Regions from separate parts of the Gossypium hirsutum genome. Here all the other regions are linked to region 1. Evidence: chromatin contacts called from public Hi-C data. All regions are on one chromosome and are shown on one strand. Each heading gives the region's core, a stretch centred on a gene start, on an enhancer-like site or on the middle of the called end of the contact. The rest is flanking DNA. Distances are from core to core; before and after follow the strand shown. Region 1 holds the start of LOC121218323 (probable sucrose-phosphate synthase 1). Region 2 holds the start of LOC107962907 (hydroxyproline O-galactosyltransferase HPGT3). Region 3 holds the start of LOC107901615 (PX domain-containing protein EREL1).

Evidence for each region. A called contact is a pair of places that touch in the nucleus more often than the background predicts.
Region 2: a contact with region 1 is called in a Hi-C map of leaf, with 2.3 times the contacts expected there. The contact joins the promoter of LOC107962907 here to the promoter of LOC121218323 in region 1. A contact is called at or near these places in 6 of 34 Hi-C or Micro-C datasets (callus, fibers, hypocotyl and 1 more).
Region 3: a Hi-C map of petal shows a contact between it and region 1, with 2.0 times the contacts expected there. The contact joins the promoter of LOC107901615 here to the promoter of LOC121218323 in region 1. A contact is called at or near these places in 2 of 34 Hi-C or Micro-C datasets (leaf and petal).

The regions. Positions count from the first base shown.
Region 1 is chrD06:23,757,888-23,760,587 of Gossypium_hirsutum_v2.1, forward strand. It overlaps LOC121218323 (probable sucrose-phosphate synthase 1), which reads right to left and starts at 1,437. Exons shown (of 13, transcript XM_041095398.1): 1 at 1,085-1,437; 2 at 784-873; 3 at 1-44. The coding sequence starts at 1,267.
Region 2 is chrD06:23,889,623-23,892,322 of Gossypium_hirsutum_v2.1, forward strand. It overlaps LOC107962907 (hydroxyproline O-galactosyltransferase HPGT3), which reads left to right and starts at 1,404. Exons shown (of 12, transcript XM_041095401.1): 1 at 1,404-1,831. The coding sequence starts at 1,707.
Region 3 is chrD06:23,584,457-23,587,156 of Gossypium_hirsutum_v2.1, forward strand. LOC107901615 (PX domain-containing protein EREL1) reads right to left here and starts at 1,297. Exons shown (of 10, transcript XM_041095392.1): 1 at 1,036-1,297; 2 at 1-76. The coding sequence starts at 1,128.

The DNA.
Region 1 (2,700 bases), core at 187-2,686:
TCAAGGTGACGCTTAGCATTGCGTTGAACTTCCTCCCCCTCAAGCTGAAAAGCAACCAAATAAGAGGAGAGAGAAAAAAATAACACAGGTGAAACAATATAGTGGTGCTCTATACAATGTTCATTACCAATCAAACCATCAAGGATAAACAGCTAAAATTTAGAATCAATACAAATTGTCCCTGGTCGAAAATAACATGTTGACCTGAGTTATTCAATCAGAGTAGTTCATATAATGCTAAAATTTTAATTTATAGCTTAATTCCAAAAAGAGAAATGGCTAGACATGCTGAATAGCAAGCAATTTGGTATTCAACTTAAAAATCACCCAGCCAAATGAAAAACAAACAAAAAAAATCGCATTATCCTCATGGACAAGCAACTTTACTATCGTTGTTGTGAAGGTCATCACAGTTGACCCAAAAACAACACAAATAAGAAATAAAAGAAAATAAATTCACTTCTATTCTACTAACCACTCAACACCAAATCCAGCACCAATGTTGTTTGAACCAGCCGACCGGTCGGATTGGTTTAACCTGGTACCAGTAGCTTTGAACTGATTAAATCGAGAAATACAACCAATATTTAAAATTCTTATTATTTTTTAATCGGACCGATCCACATGCAAACTGGTGGCCTCAACACCCGATCCGGTTTAATAAAACATTGTCCATCACAATCAAAGGAGGATTTTCTATATTTGTTTACATATCAAAAGCAAAATTATATTAGATGCGAAATTCAAACAGAAATAGCATTGAAAAGAAAAGGAAAAAAAAACCTGCTTCTTCTTTCGAGCCAAATTCCAAATCCTCCAGCACATATTCTCCAGTCTCGTGTTCCTCTCCTTAGGACCCCTCGTAGCAGCAGCCTAAAACCAAAAAATATATTTTAAAAAAGTATACTTAAATTAAACACTCAAAACAGTCCATTATTCAAATTGAACACAAAAAACAGAGAGACCGGAAGAATTTCGAGTATTACTATGTTTAGAAGAGAGAGAGAGAGAGAGAGAGAGAGAGAGAGAGAGAGAGAGAGAGAGAGAGAGAACAGCCAAAAAGAAGGTGAAAACGAAACCGTACTCGAATCCAAGAACGGTGGAGATCGGTCTCGTCGAAACCAGTGATAACCTCTTCCACGAAGTAACGAGTTGGACTGAAATGACCTCTCTCCCTCAGCAACAATGACGATTTCGCTTCATCGATCCCTGGACCAACGTCCAAGATCGCTTCCAGGTAACTGTTTATCCAATCGTTTCCCGCCATTCTTTGACTGAAAAATTCCACCAAACAAATACAAAAGAATTAAAAAATAAAAGAAACCGAAGGAACTGAATTTACAGAGTCTATGGCGGTGTAGCAAATATTCAAAAAAAATTTTGAATTAATGATAATAGTATCATTAGGTGCTAGAAAACGGATGATGAAAGAGCGGAAATCTACTAAAACCTGATGAGACAGTTATGTTATATTTTTGGTGGGTTTTGTTTTCTTTGGATGCCAAGCGGAGCTTTTGAATTTAAATACAGGGATGAGGTTGACGCGTGTGCTAGTTTTCTTGGTTAGAGGGACCAACACGTGTTACGTGATGAAGAAATAGGATATAATGTTTTTATGGATCTAACTACACTCAATTATTAATAGCTTTATATTTTAGCCACTAAATTTAAAAAATTATAAAATTATTTAATTATTCAAAAATTACTATGCTATTAAAATTGTTATTTTATAATTGTTTCTATTCATACTACCTACACTAACTGAAAACACTTTTTCCTATTTTCTTTTACAAATCAATTTATATTAATAAATTAACTTTAAACATCACAATTTTATAAATTAAAATCTAAATATTTTCTTCTCTAATACAAGACACTTTTAGACCATTATTTTAAAGAAAAAAAAACAGTTTTTACCTTTTTCTCTTTTACCTCCTGACTACGGACATAATTGTGTGTCAGAGTAAAGCAACATAGTCAAATTTCACCTCGGTATTTAATTATTATGTAAAATATTGAAAATAAATAAGGGTTAATTCCACAAGATGACCCAGAGACTAAACTCTAAATTTATCCTAAGATTTAAAATTCTATAACTGAATCCTAAAATATTAAATATTGTAGGTTTGACATTAAGTCCAACATATGAATACCAATTTAAACATGTGGAGCAATCAGGTCAATTTTACCTTTTAGGGTTTGAAATTTTAAGGACTTTCATACCATACTGTTTCTAATCGATTCATATGTTTAAGTTAAATTGGCATCTACATCAAATTTAAGCCATCATTAAACGCTCAAATTTACGATTAAATTAACAAAAAAAATTCAATGATAATATACTTACATTTTATGAATGGGATAAATCCCAAAACTATATTTGAACTATAGTTTAATGTGTAATTTGTATACATGAAATTTGATTTTGTGTAATTTTATACATAAAATTTTGATTTTATTTAATTCTTGTAAATTATTAACATAATTATTGATATAATGTCATCTTATATTTATATATTGCATACATAAATAATTATATTTATCCAATATAAAAATAAATTGATGTATTTATTTCTTTAAATGTGCATGATTAAATCAAAATTAATGTTTCAAGTATATATTTGAACCACAATTAGAGTTTCACGTGAATAATTGCACTAAATTAAAGTTCATGTATACAATTATACATTAAATCAAAGT
Region 2 (2,700 bases), core at 154-2,653, 130 kb after region 1:
TTATTGTTTTATAAAAGTAATGGATTTTTTATAAATTTACAAATCAATTGAAATTTAGTTGATAAGTATGTAATGATCTAGTACAAACTATTTATATCATTCACATGGTGGGTGTGTAAGAAGGGCAGTAAATGTTTGTAATTTGTAAATTACGTAAATCGAAATTTGTAAATCTATCTAAAAATTTAAATTTATTTATTATCTATAATATTATTTGAGTAATATTATTTATAAATTATCTATCAGATATTCGAATTTATAAAAAAAATTAATTTCGAAAAAATTTAATTATCTTTAGGAATGCCAAATTTGCAAAAATAAAACTAATTTCAATTTTTTTTGGATATCCTAATTTGCAAAAGTTTGAATTTGAATTGGCTAGAATACTTTAGGTTTAAAGGTGTAAAAAACCCTCAAACTTTTTCAAAAAAAGCAATTAAGTCTCTGTCTCTCTCTCTCTCACTCAATTAAGTACTTGAACTTTCAAAATGCATCAAACAGGCCCTCAAACTTCTTCAAAAAAAAGCAATTAAGCCCTGCTTTTTTCACTCAATTAGGTACTTGAACTTTCAAAATACATCAAGAAGACCTTTAAAAGTTTTCAAAAAAGCAATTAAACCCATGCTCTTATTAAAAATTAGAAAAAAAATTATAAAAAATAAAAAATTATTAAATTTTAGAAAAATTATTAAATTTTAAAAATATAAAAAAAATTGTAAAATTTTATAAAAATCATAAAAAAACTAGGGGTCGTTAATTTGATTATGATTTTTATAAAAATTTACAATTTTTTATATTTTTATGATTTTTATAAAAAAATTCTAATGTTTAATAAATTTTAATTTTTTCATATTTTTATTAAAATTTAATAATTTTTTAATTTTTTAATTTTTTCTAATTTTTTTCTAATTTTTAATAAAGCCAAGGGATTAATTACTTTTTTTTAAAAAAAGTTTGAGGGTTTTTTTGATGCATTTTGAAAGTTCAAGTACCCACTTGAATGTAAAAAAAAAGTAGGGGCTTAATTGCTTTTTTAAAAAAGGTTTGAGGATTTTTTTGATGCATTTTAAAAATTCAAGTACACAAATGAGTGCAAAAAAATGCAAAAAATTAATTACTTTTTTTTTTTAAAGTTTGAAAACTTTTTAGACCTTAAGCTAATATTTTATATTCATAATCAAATTTATAAGCATTTTACAACATGTGAATTTAAATATCCGGATTTTAGACTGTTATTCAAATTAATAATATAAATTTAAGTAATAAATATGTAAAATACCAATCACATCTACTTCCAATCCATAATTTTAAAATCTAAATTCAAATATAATTCCAAATATTAAATAGGGAATATCTGAATTCGTTGTACAAATTGCCAAGATCTAATAAAAATTACCAAAATTAAATTGGTGGGATTGTCCAAGTTCGGTGTAGGCCGAATCTAGGTGGGCTTGGCCTATACAACCCATCGTCAGTTACCGCTCTCAGATCTCTCTCTTCGTTTTTCTTTTTAATTTCATTTCAAATTTCCGTTTGTTTCTTCTAGTCTTTGATTCTCCGTCATTTCTTTTTCATACTTGATTTGAATCCCTACACTGAGTTCGCATTCTCGTTCATTGTAATTATCCGAATTATAAAAGTAGAGATCATCAGAGACCGGCGATCAATTCTCTGTTTCGATTCTGTATATGCGTTAAGAGTGTGATATGGAGGGTTTACCTACAACCACTAAAGGAGATAAACGATGGAGATCGAAGAATCTGCAAACATCCAAGCCTTCTTTGTTGATGGCTTTTTTCTCTTGCATCGCTTGGCTCTATGTCGCTGGCCGGTTCGTATTCTTTTTCTCTTCGTTTTTATTTTTTGCTTCTCGATATTCAAATCCATTGCGCAAGTTTCGTCGAATTTTTCATTTTGGTTTGTATTTAGAAAGGGAAAAAGAAGATCGTAAAATCTAAATTCGCATTCAATTAAATCAGCTTAACATTTTTTTGTTGATTATTGGTTTTTTAATAAATTTCCGTAGCTAGCAAATTTATTAATCTGAATTATTTTTTATTTTACGAAAATTTGATGAACATTAGGTTTTTTTTTCTTTTTCTTCATTTTTCTTTCTCAATTGTTAATTCCTCCGTCTGTTCGTGGAATTTGGTTTTCCATTTCGGACTGTATTTAGGGAAAAGTTAGGATCGTAGACTCTAATTTTATATTCAATTTCACCTTTTTAAAATAAATCTTCATAGCTGAAATTTTGATTAATCTGAATTTTTTTTTGTGAAAAAGTGATAAAAATTAGGGGGTTTTTTCCCCCATTTTCTTCATTTTTATTTCTCAATTGTTTATTTCACCGTCTGTTCGTGGTATTTGGTTTTCCATTTCTGACAGTATTTAGGGCAAAAATAGGATCGTAGAATTCTAAATTTATATTCAATTAAATCAGCCTAACATTTTTGTTAATAATTGTTTTTAATAAAGTTTCGTAGCTAATAAATTTATTAATCTGAATTATTATTTATTTTGCGAAATTTGATAAAAAATTATGTTGTTTTTTCTTTGTCTTCATTTTTGTTTCTCAATTGTTAATTCCAATCCGCTAGTTCGTGGAATTAGGTTTTTCATTTCGAGTTGTATATAGGGGAAAAGAAAAGATCGTAGAATCTAAATTTATAGTCAATTATATCAGCCTAACATTTTTGTTAA
Region 3 (2,700 bases), core at 47-2,546, 170 kb before region 1:
CAACCCACGAAGGTATTGTAACACAGTAACTCCATCCAGTTCGAGGATCATGTGGCCAAACAGTTTCTCTCCCATTCTGCATGTATATGTAAATTGAATAAGCGCTAAAACCAAAATTCAATTATAAGTTTCCAGACAGCCAAAAAGGTTCTACTAATAAAATAGCAACATGAATGAAGAACATCAAAATCCATTCCTTCCTAAGTTAAAAGAAAGATAGTATTCAGAATACCAATCTATGTCAAGATTAAAGTATAGCTCATCCCTTACTTTTAGATGTCTAGATTCTTGATAGAATTCTCCTATCACTGTCCTTATGAAAAATACTACAACTAAAATTTCAGCAGCAAATGCTTAAGAACCATAGGAACTTTGTAAATGCTCAAAACCAGCTTATGAGGACTTATACTGACAAGCGAAGCAAACATAAAATTCTAAATTTACTATATTAATGCATTTAAAAACTGGTTAAGAGGTATTTTATTTAAAAGTCTTTTTCAATTGAGATTAAGATAGCTACATCAGTTAATGAAACAATCTAGCAATCAAGTCCAATCTCATCATTGCAAAATCTATAGTCTGTTTTTTGGGTCTTGATCCACCGTAAAACTCCCTATAAGCATTAATTATGGATCAAAATTCTATAATTTCTATGAACTAAACTCTTCAATCGCAAAATCTGAGTGCCAATTCGAATTCCAAGGTAACTTCAAATAAAATCAACGAAAAGAGAGTAAATTGTCGGAAAGCTGACCAATTTACGAGGGAATGCACTCTTTTTTTTTTTTCAATTGAGATTAAGATTACGTAAGTTACTGAAACAATCTAGCAATCAAGTCCAATCTCATAATTGAAAAATATCCAGTCTTTTTTTCTTTTAGTCTTGATCGACCATAAAACTCACTCTAAACACTAAATTATTGTTCAAAATTCTAGAATTTCATGAACTAAAAACTCTTCAACAACAGAATCTAAGTGCCGATTCGAATTCCAAACTAATTTAAAATGAAATGGTAAATTTGTAAGGAAGCTGACCCATTTACGAGGGGGCGGACTCCAATCCATCCCGAGAGGCAGTGGCGAAGTCCCATCGTGCCTGTGCTTCGGTGGACTCCGTCTCTGCATCATCTATTTCTCCTTTTTATTTACTACGAAACTACGCCGATCTCTGTCTAAGAATCGAAATTGAACATTAAAATCGATTGCAAAGAGCTTTTAGGGTTTATTGATCGGATCGGGGGGAAAAAGTAGACAACTGTACCAAAGCGTCACGCAGGTGTTTAGACGTAGGAATTTCAATTATTTGGCCTTTTTCTCTTTTACTATTATTGATTAGATTTAATTATTCCCCAGTCCCTGTACTCTTTAAACTTTTAAAATATAATCCTTTTAGGAATTTAGTACCTGATTAAAATATGTTTCAAGTCTTTGAACTCTTTATATTTCTAAGAATTTAATCTTTCAACCTTTTCAGATTTCAAAATTTATGTTTAAATTGTTTACCTTACTGAAACTTTTTAGTTAAATTCATTGATATGATATTTTGAAATAAAAATACATTCTTGAGAGTCAAGTAACAAAAAGAAATAACGTTATAATAAATATGTATTTAACAGAATAATTTTAATAATTAAATTTACATTATTAAATCAAAAAATAGAAAAATTAAATTACTTAAAATAAAAATAAAAGAATTAAATTTCAAATATACAAAAAAGTGAAAAAAGCGTATATTTTAACTTTAATTTCTCTACTTTGAATTTTCAAATTAGACATGTATTTAAAATTTTGTGAATAAAAATAAATTAAATTTCAAAAATTTAAAATATATAGACTGATTATAAATTAAATTCTGCTAATTATTATTGATAATTTCGGAATTTGACAAAAAGATGCGTGCATTTTAAGATGGGAGAAGTGGGCTTGGGGGTTGGAGCCTGCTCCGGGATGATTGCCTTATCTGCTTGTACGGGTATAATGGAGTAGAGCCAACCTCGAATTCAGAGTTTGAAGTTTATATTTTGCTCAATTAAATTTATTTATAATTTTCGTACACAAAGCTGGTGGCTTATTTAACAAAAAAAATCTGAAAATAAATTGAGAAACTATGCTGACGATTTAGGCTGTTTTTATTCTTTCTCCTGCAAACCAGATTTATAGGGCGTGTTTTCATTTTAACGGTAATTCTATCGGGTTTATTACTAAAAAAAGCCCTTTTTTTTAAATTTACCGAAATAGGCCACTTTTCTAATTATTTATCGGAATGGGTCATTTTTCGCGAAATCACGTCCACGTCAGCGCGATGTCAGGGTACGTGCAGGAAATCGCGTCCACGTCAGCGCGATTTGCTGACGTGGAAGGAAATCGCTTCCTCTAGGACGCGATTTGCTGACGTGGCATGAACAATGTGTTTTTAGCTTGGAAAACTTTGAAAGGCCATAACTTTTGGCTCGGTTGTCTGATTGAGACGAATTTTTTTGATTTCGAATAAATTTTCGAGATCTACGCGCTGATAAACCATCGAAGGCGGTTTGCCGACGTTTTCGTCGAAAAAGATCCTCTTTTGCCCCTCAATTTTGATTTTTTCGGTTTAAAATTGAATTTTGAAACATTCAAATCGTTATTTTTCTCATTTATTTGAAGTAAACACCGGATATTTTTTTACAGAATTGTCTTATATCATCCTGTTATAGGTATAAG